Regions from separate parts of the Mus musculus genome. Here region 2 is linked to region 1. Evidence: chromatin contacts called from public promoter capture Hi-C data. All regions are on one chromosome and are shown on one strand. Each heading gives the region's core, a stretch centred on a gene start, on an enhancer-like site or on the middle of the called end of the contact. The rest is flanking DNA. Distances are from core to core; before and after follow the strand shown. Region 1 has its middle 53 kb from the start of Cxcl13. Region 2 holds the start of Cnot6l (CCR4-NOT transcription complex, subunit 6-like).

The links. Promoter capture Hi-C pulls out the DNA fragments that hold promoters and counts their contacts.
Region 2: a promoter capture Hi-C map of liver shows a contact between it and region 1. The contact joins the promoter of Cnot6l here to the enhancer-like site in region 1. A contact is called at or near these places in 2 of 39 promoter capture datasets (both in liver), 1 of 484 Hi-C or Micro-C datasets (liver), 2 of 115 datasets of contacts at active chromatin or transcription factors (bone marrow-derived macrophages and pancreatic cancer cells) and 1 of 9 other capture datasets (pancreatic islet).

The regions. Positions count from the first base shown.
Region 1 is chr5:96,006,791-96,013,453 of GRCm38.p6, reverse strand. No RefSeq gene overlaps it. Among named protein-coding and RNA genes, the nearest start is that of Cxcl13, 53 kb to the right of the region's middle. Within about 2 kb of position 4,178, at least 15 of the 459 cell types and tissues checked have an H3K27ac peak or open chromatin away from gene starts, as enhancers often do. A contact at or near this core is called in liver and pancreatic islet, where this site is marked.
Region 2 is chr5:96,159,401-96,166,063 of GRCm38.p6, reverse strand. Cnot6l (CCR4-NOT transcription complex, subunit 6-like) reads left to right here and starts at 4,074. Exons shown (of 12, transcript NM_144910.2): 1 at 4,074-4,127. It overlaps Gm52799, which reads right to left and starts at 4,269. Exons shown (of 2, transcript XM_030254979.1): 1 at 4,173-4,269; 2 at 2,118-3,925. The coding sequence starts at 4,269. The coding sequence ends at 3,309.

The sequences.
Region 1 (6,663 bases), core at 2,929-5,428:
GTTCAAGCTGCAACTATAGCATAGTACTCCATGGAGAACATAGAGAGCAAGAGGCTACAGTCACCAGCTACCTGTATCCAAAATTTTAACTCCTGGGTTACCGAAAGCACTGCTGTCTACCTATGAAGGATTTCAAGTCTAATTCCCCTCCCATTAGCTCATCACCTGCTTCTCAGGAGAAGAGCCATGGTTTCTACGGCACCAAGAATTCTTGGAGAATTAGTGGGTCACATCAGCATGGGGGAGGGGCGTCCTTGTACCCGATCTTGAGTGTGAAGCCATGTGAGGGAAACTGGAGAAGAATCATGTTAAGAGCTTGACATGTGCTCCTTGGCCTGTGGATGATACAGCTACCCGAGTTGTTTCTGATGGACTCAAGTCTCATTAGAGGGTTGCTGCTTAGTACAAGTGTCTGTGACATGGACCTGATGTAGCAACAGCTCTTCTGTCTCCCCTCTTGCTGGATTTCCCCTCTTACATCATTTTTTTATAGCTTTATTGATATAGAACTCACACTGCATAAAAGTCACCCTCTGAAAGTTTACAAGATTCAGAGGAACTCAGTGTACTCACAGCTGTGGATCCACCACCACGATGCACTTGGAGAACATGTTCATCTCTCCCTAAAATGACCCTGTATCCATTAGTCAGTCTCCGCCCCCCTTCAGTCGCCTCTCCTCTTGTGTTCTATCTTTGTGTTTACCTATTCTGAACTTTACAGAAATGGAATTATATAATACACTGACTTTGTTTGGCCTGGCTTCTTTACCTTAGCATAATGCTTTATGTGTTTATCCATGTTGTAGCATCAGTGCTTGGTTACGTTTATGATGAAATAACAAAACCTCACATTGTGCTTATTATAGTGCCACGTGGACATAATCTCCTTGAGGTAGGCGCTCTTGGAATGTGGGTTTTGTTTTGAACATCTATTTTCGGTTCTCTTTGGAGTCTACCTGAGAGGGCAACTTTGGGGTCAGTGTAAGGAACATCACTCAGGGTCCTTCCTTTTAGGAGATGCCAGACGGTTTCAAAGTTGCGTTCTGTTGATATACCTGCCTACCACCCATGCACATTGTAGCCACTGATAGTGTCTTTGTCAATTGCTGCTTTGTGTCTTTGTCAACACTTGTTATTTTGTCTGTCTTTATCTATACATATATAATGTATCCATCCGAGTGGTTGGCTGTATGTACCTGGTTATACTTTTGACTTGCATTGCCCTTTAAATGTCAGAGTTGAACATCGGTCTCTGTGCTTACTCTCCAGTTGTAGATCTCTGGTTCTGGAAGTAGTTATACAAACCCTTTGTCCAATTTAATTCAATTATTTAAAGATTAACATATGGGCTGATTAGGAGTGATGAGAAGGTCAGAGGGAGGTGAGCAGAATTCTGGCACTGAGAACCACATCCTGTGTGCCCGGTCAGGCAATAATACTTGCTACAAGATTGCAGCCAGGTCTTCTAAAAAAAATCTCAAAAAAGTACTAAAGTGGAAACTAACCAGAAATTGAGCAGACCACATAGGGATTTTATGGTAGCAGTATCCTGGCACTTGAATTTTCTACTTTTCTCTTGCTTTCCCTAAGTGACTAATTGATCAGTTAAAGAAGGAGGTAGAGGGAAGTTGTCCAAAACATGCATGGATACAGAAAATTAAGTTTTTCACTAAATTTAACTGAACTATTTAATGAACCAAAGATGCAATTATTCAGTAATACCTGGACATAACTAAAAGTAAAACAGATAAATAAACAAAAAAGCTGGGGAGATGGCTCAATCAAGTGTCCATTTACAAATGTGAGGCCCTGACCTCAGATCCCCACAGGCACATCCTAACATTGGAGAGGTGGAGGAGGGTGGGCCCCTGAAGCCTGGTGGTCAGCTGGTCTTGCCACATTGGAGGCTCCAGGTTCAGCAGCATGAAAGTCTGTCTTTAAAAAAATAAAAAGAAAGAATGAAGTGCAGAGTGGTAGAGGAAGACATTCATCATTGATCTCTGGACTGCACATGCACATGTGCACCCCTGCCTTGCACACACACCTGGGATATGCCTGAATTCCATCCAGGAATGGAAAAACTGGATAAGAATTATGGAATCAGAGGCCTTTGTATAAAAATAAGCATTAAACTAGTTCATGTCACTCCTACAAAACGTAACTAGTTTGGCCAAGTACGGTTCCTAGACACCCCTCTCTCTCTCTTTCTTTCTCTTTCTCTCTCTCTCTCTCTCTCTCTCTCTCTCTCTCTCTCTCTCTCTCTCTCTCTCTGGGTGTGTGTGTGTGTAAATATGCTTGACATCAAGGAAGGTATGTACATTCACATGAATGTGTCTGTGTTCGTGTGTGTGTGTGCCTGTGTGTGTGTGTGTGTGTGTGTGTTTCTACAATTGACATCAAGAAATATGAGGGCGAATGGACACCATGGGATTGTTGAGAGTTTGGGAATGGCTGTCTGGAACTTCAGTAAGCGTCATGCCATTTATACTGCTTGGTTTGCTGTTGAGTTTCATTAGGGGTAGGGAAAATCATTAATGAGAGAGTTGAGAAGAAAGAGGAAGCATGTGTATAGTTATAGAGTTAAAACAAACCCCACAAGACATAATGAAAGAAGCCTATCAGAGACATGGATAAATAGAAACAAAGAAAGCTAAAGGTCGCAGGACATAAATAAGGGTGATGGGACCACAAGAGCAAGGTCTAGGGAATATGGCAGAGATGACAGGAGCAGGCAAGAAGCAGAAACAATAAAGCTATTGACAGGATCACTTAGTCCTGATGTTTCTGTTGTAAATTTGATGTATCAGTGCCTTCAATTTGGCCCTGCAAATAACAGCCCTATTATTCTGTTTGAAAACCCCAGAATCATGATAGGAAGAACTTGGGATTTCTATGATCCGTAACTGTTCTTCTTCTTCTTCTTTTTTTTTTTTCTGAGAAATTCTTCAATTTGGAAAAGGGACTTTCCAGTGGAAATAATAGAATGTAAATTGTTTACTTGGCAAAATACCATTGGACTAAGGTCCTTCATATATAAGAGTATGATAAGAGTTTACCTTCCCAACACTTTTAGAATTGGGTAACAGGGAAAGTTTTCTTAGCTTGCAAAAATCAAAGACATCTGAAAAAAAGGTTTTATTTTAGAAATATATGGCAGTGAAACTGGAGCTGTTGAAACCTTGGCCAATCAATGAACACACTGAGCAAGAACAAAACACTGGACTAGTTAAGGCTACCTTAAGCTGTTCGTCAACGATGAAGCCTTTAAGTTGGTACAAACAGGAAAATACTTCATGGTGGCTTTGATTCATTGTCCCATTGTCCTTCCAGGAAATACTTAACTGCTGGCAAAAGTACAGAGGAAAATGATGCATGTGTGCTTAGGGAAATGGTAATAAAAGCATAAAACTACCCAGTGTCAAACACATCGCAATGTACAGGTCATTTCAACCTGCTTTTGCTGCATTCTCTCTGTGAGTACACATACTGAATCTGCATTTATCCATCTCAGGTTGTACCGTGTATGTGCTTTGCATGATGGGTAAAGAAATAGGAAGATAGATAGTTATCCTCATGGAGGACCCATGCTCTTAGGACAATGGGTCCAAGCATATGAAGTACTTCTAAAGAGGGAAAGGCAAGCAGCTTTGGAATAAATCACTTAATTGGATATTATCATGTAGTTTGACACACAGGACAATTAGCAGCTTGATGGTTTGACCAGCTGCTTCTAGACTGTGATGTGGTGAATAACACACTTAGAATATGCCACTTGATTACAGCTGAAAAATAATGCCTTTGAGCTTGAGCATTAAGACCCTATTCTAAAACAAAGCCAGGCAATGCATCTCCAAATATTTCCCAGCATTTGTCCAAATGGTGTATCACTATCCTGAGATGCTTCAAAAACAAGGATCCTGTGGTCACATCTGAGTGATGTGACATGTTGTACCCTCTTGAGAATTCAGAGTACACATTTGCATAGTGAAGCCTCCAAGAAATTCTGCAGCAAGACGTTCATATTAAAAGCCCTGTACTACCTGAACATATTTGACTGTAGAGCTCCTTCTACTTACAGTGCTCAACTTGCTGTTTTAAACTGTACACAGGAGGTACTCAGGACATAGTGCCAGGTTCTGATGACTTGGAAAAGCAAACAAGAGACTAAAATTAATTTGCACCTGGACAAAGTGTTTATCCACCAATATTCTGAACAGGTGCCAGGCCCTGGTGGCCAAGCTTCTGCCCAGAGTCCTAGTAAATAAAACATAACTATGGCTCCAGGTGCCTGCTTTGTAGGACACTACAGACTTCTACTTAGAGAGCTTACATAGCCTACTGTACAGAGGTTTTCACATTTATTTTCTGTAAATATTTTTTCCATTCGCTAAAAGTCTACATCTATACAGCCCCTCAAAGATCTCTCCTGCTATGTGTCATGTATGTTTCTGTCACCACCTTGTTCTTCTGTACCTGCCTTGTCCACTTCATCTTGCTCCTTTTGAGTCATCCTCCAGTTGTAGTGGTCACACTTACTAGCTATAAGGTTCTGTGTGGGGCAGCTGTAGACAAGGAATCCACTCTTCTGCCTTCCTGCTTCCAAAGCAGGATGCAAGTGGGGCCTGTCTCCACCTCTCTCAAAGTCTTTCCTATGAAGTCATTGGATTTTTAGAGATAAGCTCCCCTCGTTGAAGTTTTGTCTTTTACTGTAATGCTAAGTGCAGGGGTGGATGGAGTCAGCACGGAGCCCCTGTGACCCTGCCCCCAAGCTAATTCTAATTGGTGAATAAAGATGTCAATAACTGTGCAGAAGAGACATAGGCGGGGTTTAGGCTTTGCAAGCTTGAGAGGAAGGCGAAGAATGTGCCGGAGAGGAGGAAGGAGAAGCCACGATGGGTTAAGGGTCAAGAGAACATGGCCCTGAAAGTTGCTCAGTTGGAGTTAAGAGCAGCCCAGATGGAGCATAGGAAATAGTAAATATTAACCTGGGGTTATCGATTGGAAAGGAGATTCCAGCAGCATGGAGGGTAGGCAGCTGCCCAATGCTTGTGTTGATTAAGACTTATTGTAAATATAAAGGCTGAGTGTGTGTGTGTGTGTGTGTGTGTGTGTGTGTGTGTGTGTGTGTGTGTTTTAAATCCAGGAACTCAATGATCAAGGTGAGGTAGAAGCCCCAGGGCTGGGATTGAAATATTTTCTACAATACTCCCAATATTTTTAATTTATTTATGTTTATTTTATGTAATTGGTATTGCATGTATGTCTATATGAGGGTTTCAGATCCTTGGAACAGGAGTTATAGACAGTTGTAAGCTGCCACGTGGGTCCTGGGAATTGAACTCGGGTCATCCGGAAGAGCATCCAGTGCTCTTATCTTCTTAGCCATCTCTCTAGCCCCTCCCCATATCTTTAAAAGGCAACACTCTTAATTGTATTGAATGTTCTTGAAGGTACCACTATTTCTGCAGATAATACTAATAAGACTCCTTGTAGATGGACTTATGCCTGATAATCACCTAATTCTTAGGACAAATTTATAAAATCCTGGTAGTTTCAGATCTTTAAAATAGTGCCTATTCATCATTTCCCTTTGGGGGCTGGGCATGTAGCTCTGTTGGTAGAGTATTTGCTTGTGCATCCGTTACTTCCCTGTTTCTTCGATACACCACCATGACCAAGGTAACATAGAAGAAGGACTTTATTTGGGCTCATGGTTCTAGAGGATGAGTACACAATGGCAGGGAAGTGGCAAGGATGGTGGCAAGAGCAGGAGCTGTGCACTCACATCTTGATGGCAAGCAGGAAACAGAAAGAGCAAACTGGGAATTGCACGAAGATTTGGAAAGCTCAAAGCTGGTCCCCATTGATGCGTTTTCTCCAGCAAGGCCACAACTCTTAGACCTCCACAAATTGTGCCACTAGTTGGGAGCCAAATGTTCAAATGTGAGGGACCATTCTCATTCAAAAAATCACATCTAGTATACACAGAACACTGGGTTCTATACTCAGTACTTTTAAAGCATGCTTATGATCCTAGCACTATGTAGAAAGGATCAGAAATTCAAGGTCATCTTCAGCTACATAGAAAGTTTGAGGACACCTGAGCTGCATGAATTTTTGTCTCAAAAGTAATACAAAATAAAATAACAGCTCCACAAAAGAAATTGTATCCCTTTTGTATTTGAACAAAGAAAACACAATTAATAGCACACACTCTGCTCTCCCCTACTTCCTTGCTCAAATGCATTCTTAGATGAAGCACAGCAGTAAAAAGAAACACAGTAAAGTGGAGAAATAAAGGAGTTATGGTAGAATCATGAAGGAAGTTGAGTTCTGATGCCATAAAACGATAATCTAATGCAGAAGAGGGTATTGTGCCACTTGTGCTGAGAAGCCAGGAGCATTGTTTTTTCTCTACACATTTAATAATCTCTTGATGCTACAAACAAGGATAGGCCCAGGATAGGATAATATCTGCGCAATTTTGGGGTTTGTATGGAGTGGAGAAAGAATAGCAAAAATACCTCCACCCACCTCATCCCCACCTCAGCCCCTGGACATCTTTTCAAAATGACCTAAAGATTATGTAGGACTCTTTCTATAAGACAGAAATTAACCTAATTTTATATAATGAATATAAACTGAAGTGAATTAATAAAACCC
Region 2 (6,663 bases), core at 2,825-5,324, 150 kb before region 1:
TTGCTTGTCTGTTAGCTTAGCCTACTTGGTGAGGTACAGTTCAAAAAAATCCAACCAACTAACCAACCAAACAACTAGCCAACCAACCAACCATTAACGAGAAAATACCTAGAAGCCAAACCTTCAAAAACAATCAAACAGATTAGGTGCATAGCTATTGAGGAATGACTGACACCTGATGTTGAGGTTGTACTTTAACTTCCAAATACACATATACAGGTGCACCACAGACACGTGCAAGTTGATACTGGCAGGAAATGAACACATGCAAACAAACATAAAACCCGCAATAAAAACAAAACAACAAAAAATATATAAATAGAGAAAGGAGAGGGGGTGATATCGAGGACAAGAGCATAGAAAATGTAGTTCAGTGAGATGTAGAATATGTCAGGTAATAGAAATGTAGTTTAGAGGTCCTATAGGGAGACCTGGAAAGTAAAACCAATACAGATGATCTCAATGTGTATCTGTGTACATTTATGTGCTATGTTTGTATATGAGTGGCCATGAGCACATGTGTGATATGTGTGTGGGGCCACCAGGACACTTTAGCTGTTGTTTCTGAGGTTCTAGCTGCTTTGTTTCGCCTTTTTTGCTTGTTTTGCGCTTATTTTTGAGATAGGGTATGTTACTGCCCCAGGAACTCACCAAGGAGGCTAAGTCGGCTGGCCAGTGAGTCCCAGGGATCTGCCTACCTTCCAGTTACTCTTGGCTCTATGAGGATGTGTCCCCACACTCAGCTTTTTTTGTGGGTTCTGCAGGATCAAACTCGAGCCTTCTTTCTTGCAATTCGAGCACTTTACTGGCTGAACTATCATCAAGGACACTATTTCAGAGTTAAAGTTTTTGGCTCATGTATTTATGGTGCTGGGGATCAAAACTAGGGCATTGTGTGTACTACAGAATGATAAGCCAATGAACTACATTCCAGACCAAGTTATAGTTGTTCATATTCATGAGATGGGATAAAATGCATTGAACGATCTTACTAATATTTTTTTAAGATTTATTTTTATTTATTTATGTGTTTGGTTCTGTGTATGCTTGCCATGTGTGTGTGGGTACCCTTGGGGGCCAGAAGAGGGTGTTGAATCTCCTGGAGCTTGAGTGACAGGCATTTGTGAGATGCCTGCTGTGGGTGGCAGGAACAAGTGTAGGCAGGATTCTTAATGACTGAGCCCTGTGTCTGCAGCTCCAAGTCACCTCTTTAAAAGGATAAGTTTCTCTTCAACCCACTGATGTATAGTTGTACTTATTTACAGAACATATTTCTCTAAATGTGTACATTGTTGTAATGATCAATTCTAGAAAGTTAGTGTATCCATCCAGATAAAGATGAGTAGTCATCAAGGAGATACAAACTGGTGCCCAGAGAAGTCAGGAAAGGATATTAGATCTCCTAGAACTGAAGTTAGGGATGGTTGTGAGCTGGGTATTAAACAGAGCCTCTGAAAGAACAGCCACTTAGCCACTTAGCTCTTAACCACTGAGCATCTCTACAGAACACCCCCCACCCCCACCCTATTGAGCTTTTTTATAAACATCCACATTCCTTATTCTAAATGTTCTAATTACCCCTCCCCTGTCTTCAATGACTGGGAAACATTTACTACTTAAAACTTAAGACACCAGCAGTGAACACTGACCCTGTAAATCTGGGCCTCAAGACCAGCAAGCCTCATCATTTGTCAGTACTCTTTCTATCTGCAGCTGCTCTCTGTCTTCCTGTTATTAGGCAGTAGATGGTGGGGAGTATCAGATGGCTGAGGTAAAAAAAACCGCCAGCGATTTCCATCTGTCCTTCTAGGCATTGTTCATCTGATTTGTGTCACCTTTCATTTTTGGCTCCTTCTCTGAGAACTTCCTGTTTATGTGTCAGCTTCCTCTGCAAGCACTGTGCAGTCCACAGGCGTGAGGACTGTAGCGGCTTGACTGTCTTTCCCGTGCTGGGAAAGAACACAACACAACTGGCATGTATGTGTGCTTACTGTGCAGGACCTAGAAAGCTACCTACAGGCATTTGGAGACATGTGAGACATGTAAGTATCACACTTATCTGACTTAAATTCTGAAGTCTTTATTTTCCCCCTTTGCAACATTTGCTAGTCTTTCTATTTTGGGAGTATGTGTCAAGAAATTTACTTAGTCAGGTGCTATACAGGCAGGTTCACTATTCTGGCCTCCTGGGGTAACTTGTTGGCTTTGTTGTTTGGCTTTGTTGTTTACAAAGCCAAAGATTACTAATTACTATTAGTATCTTGTCAGGTTGGACTAAACCAGTTGGGATTGAATAGACTTCTTGCATGATTAAGGCCATCTTAACACCTCTTACATAAAGTGTTGCTGTTGGTGTGTGTGTGTGTGTGTGTATGGGGGTGGGGAGGAGGGGGGGGGGAGAAGTTGCTAGTAGGAAATAGAAACTGAACCAGGATGGAAAAAAGGTAGCTGGTAGGTTTTTTTTTTTTTTTTTTTTTTTTTTTTGACCCAGAGGGGCTTTTTCACTCATTCACACTTCCTGGTAACAAGAAGAAAATGCAGTTCAGTTCTCCATAAATAATTTGCATTTATAATTGCACCCCCTTCTTCTCTCAAAAGATAAAGGCTTTAAACATTCAATAACAAGGCCTGAGAAAAAGGCAACCAACACGGTGCCTTAAGAGTGCTGAAAACAACATATATTTGAGAATAAAACATATTGAATCGACTCTGGACCGGCGTCGGTAAATACCCAGCACAGAGCCATGCGCCGGGAGAGACGGAAAAGTGCAAAATCCAAGGCAGCACTCTGCCTTGCAGAGCACATGCAATTTGCTTCTAGCTTTGTTGGAAGAAGCTTCAGGTGGCACAAGTAAAATCCTCCGGACTTAAAATAGCAAGCTCCATTCACACGGTAACCAATAATATTTCCAGTTTACACTTAAATGTTTTCACTCCGTAACCGCCGCAAACTGCCAAATACAATTTTATCGCGAGAGAGGATTAAAAATAGGACGGGGTTATCGCAGAGCGTCATAGGCTTTTAAACCCACCTCCCGCCATGCAATTTACACATGCTGTTTTTAAAAAGAAGAAGAAGAAGTCAAGAAACCCACTGAGGACGTCAGAAAACATTTCCTTGGGTCGTTCCACCTCACCTGAGGTCTCCTTAATTAACCACCCAGAATGCCCTGAGCTCTGCTGTGGGCCTGCGTGGGCCAGCGTCAGGAAACAGTGCAAGCACCCGCGTGTCCCTTCCCCATCCCCAGCATCAGCACCTAGGTTCTGCTAATCGTACGAGTCTTCTCGGCTTCTACCCTCCACTCAATCTAATAAAGCAGTTTTTTTTTTTTTCCCAAAACACCAGCGAGGGCGACGGTAAGAAGCGAGCCAGGCGCTTGGCCGTCCCGCGCGCACGCGCAACTCCCGAAGCGCGGCGCGCCGGGGCCCCGCCCCCTTCCCCTCACCCCACCCCTCGGCGCCGGGGAGTGACTGACTCCCGCCAGCCCCTCCACGTCAATCAACTCTCCTCCTCCTCCTCCTCGCACTCTCTGCACCTTGTTATTAATCTCTAAAGCGATAGCGCCTGGACTTCTCTCCCCGGCCCTCGGGGTTGTGAGCGTGTGTGAATTAGAGCGAAGGCATCGAAAGCTCGCGTCTCTCTCTCTCTCTTCTCCCTCTCTTTTTCTCTCTCCTCGGCCCCGGCCTCGGCAGCGACCCGGCTCGGCATCGACCCCCGCGGCGGCGGCAGCCTCAGCGCCAGGAGGCCAAGGCCAAGGGCGGGCTCCGCGAGGCTTTCGCAGCGGCGTCTCCGGCGACCGCGGGCCCTCTCCTACGCGCCCCGGTCGCCCCGGTCCTGCGCGGCGCGGCCCGCGTCCCCCCTCCCCGCCCCCCGATCCGTCTGCTCTGCGCTCCCTTCGGCCGCCCTCCGCCGCCTCGGTGGTTCCTCAGGCGGCCCGGCCCGGCCCGCCCGCCCCGCGTCCCCTCCGGCCGGTGCCTCTCCCCCCGGCGGGCTGCCTGCATGTCTTTACTGCCCTCAGCCCCGCCGCCACCGCCGCCGCCGCCTCCCCCGCCGCCGCAGCCCCAGCAGCAGCCGCCCCGCCGCCGCCGCCGTCGCCGCCGTCCGGACCCTGGCGCGCTGAATGCAGGTGAGGAGGGGGCGCGGGCCTCGACTCCCGGCCCTGCGCGCTCGCCTTCCGGGGCCCGGCCTCCCGCCGCCGCCGCGGCCCCTCGGGGTGAGCGGGCGGGCGTGGGTGTTTGTGTTTGCGTCTGAGGTCTGGAGGGGAGCATCTGTGGGGCCCTGGTGCGCGCGCGCGTGTTTGTGTGTGTGTGTTTCCCCAGCCGCGGGGAAATGGCTGCTGGTGCTCGTTCAGGGCCCGCGGAGGAGAATGAGGTAGAGTGTTTCCGTGCCTCGGAGTCGGACCGGGAGTGGAGCGAGGGGGAGCGCGTCTCCCCGGGGAAGTGAGGTGGGCGAGGGACGAACGTGTGTGGGTGTGTGAGTTGGGACTTTGGCGGGCGGGAGGCGGCCCCGCGGCGAGTGGGTGTGCGTGTGTGTCGCGTGTGTGTGTGTCTGCGTGTGTGTGTGTCGGGCGGCGGGAGCCGGCCCGCGTCGCCTCAGGGGGCGCGGGTTCCAGGCCGTGTGCGTGTGGGGAGGGGGACGGAGTCGGGGACCCCAGAGCGTCGAGGTCCTTCCGCTTCGAGGCCGGGGCTCAGAGCCTCACAGGTGAGAACGGCTCGGCGGGAACCCACGCCGTGGACGCGGGAGGCAGTGCGGCCCCCACGGCGGCGGGCGGCGGGCAGCGGGGGCTCGGGCCGCGGTTCCCGAGGCCGGGGCCGCGGCAGGAAGCGCGCCGGCCTGCAGCGCGGCCTAACCGTCTTCGCGCCCGGTGGCCTCCCCAGACGCTCCTGGGACTCCGTCCTCGCGCGGGCCCCGGGCGCTGCCCCGGGCCTGGCCAGGTGAGGGTCGGGGGCGGGACACGCGGATCGTGGTCGCCTGTGCCGCCTCCGCGTCTCCCAAGGGGAGAGGAAGGCATATTTTGGCGTTCTAACTGCAGGCCTTCCCAGGCTGGCGTGGGGAACCCGAGGGAAAGTGAATCAAAACAGGAAATCTCGGAATTCGTGGGGTTCGGATCTCCTCTTTCCGTCCGTCCTTTAAGGCTGTGCGAGCAGAGGCTTGAGTAAATACGTTCTTTGTTGTTGCAGTTGTTGCAGCGGATACTTTATCGTTGGTTAGATTTTTCACTTCCCTGGAAATCACTCTGGAAAGGCAGAGAGGAAGAAAGGGAAACTGGCCTTGTTGGCCTGTGGTGTTGGTGGGATTGGATCAATTTTGTGAATTTGAAATGGCTTATATCCTGCCTCCTAGAGGGAAAGGCGTGGACACAGAACTGAGGAGGTCAGTGAGGAAGAGGAAGTTCCCGGAGCTGTCATCTTAACCCTACCGGCGGCTTATTTAGCTTAGACTGTTTAGGCGGATTGTGTTCAGGAGTTTAGCTGAGCTGTTTGTACACAGTGAAGGCACGCTACAGCAGTTTTAGATGCTATCTTACTGATTCTCGTTATCTTAATTCTCCATGGAGATAGTCATGTGCAACCAAACGTGTTTTTCCTTAAGTCTCCCAAACCTAGATCATCAGCCTCTATGGTCAATTTATTGTGTGCTCCTGGAAAGCTATCTCAAAACAAAAAGCGGAAATAAAGGTAAATCTGCCACTGAGTGAATAGGGCATTTCAGAACTGTATGTAAACGGTATTTTAGTTGCCGACTAACCTCACTTTTTATATTTGGGTCTAGTTAGACCACACAGCTAGACCTTGACTGTGGGTGGAGTCACACAATACTGTATCATTTGAAGCTTTTAGGTCGTGGTCACTGTAATGACCAGAGATTGCTCTTTTCTGAACCTAGGCTCACAGAGAAACAGTATGTTCTTCAATGGGAGGGTGGGGGTGGGGAGAGGAGAAGTAAAAAGCTGTTTCTATCAACATTACTCGAGGAACAGCCGAAGTGTGGAGTTTAATAGGAAAAGGGTCTTAACTTTTACAGACTAGTTAGAACCATGGCCATGTCATTAATACTTATTGTCATGTTCTCTTGATGTCTAGGATTTGTGTATCTGTTTTCTTGTATCAGGAAGATGATACTCTTTCAGTAAGGTTGTGAGAGGCCATTGAGAAAACATGTTTGGCATATAGTAGATGCGATCTTTTACTACTGCCTGCTACTGCTCTGATTATAAGTATCGAAAAGTTTTTAAGTACAAATACTCATTAATTACCTGTAGCAATATTGCTTAATTGTGAGTTAGGGGGTCGAGAAAATACAGCTGGGGATGTAGCTTTGTGTACAAATATGTGGGCCCTGGGTTTGGGTCCCAGCAATGAGGAGAAAAAGTATTTCAGAGGCCTTTAATATACATAAAGTCTGTGTAAGCATATGAGATGTCCTTTTTTTTTTTCTAGACGTAAAATTGTCAATGTAGCCTTGCATGTTAGTTTATAGAAAATAGCCAAACTTGCTATATTTATTATTTTTGATTAGTTTTAGTTTCATTACTTTTTAATGAATTTAAAAACATAGTCCCTGGGAGAGGATCCTAAGTTCTGTAAGTTGATTACAATCAAACATCAGAATAGATGAAAGAAGTAGATTTTATATACAGCCACAAACAATAAATGTTACAA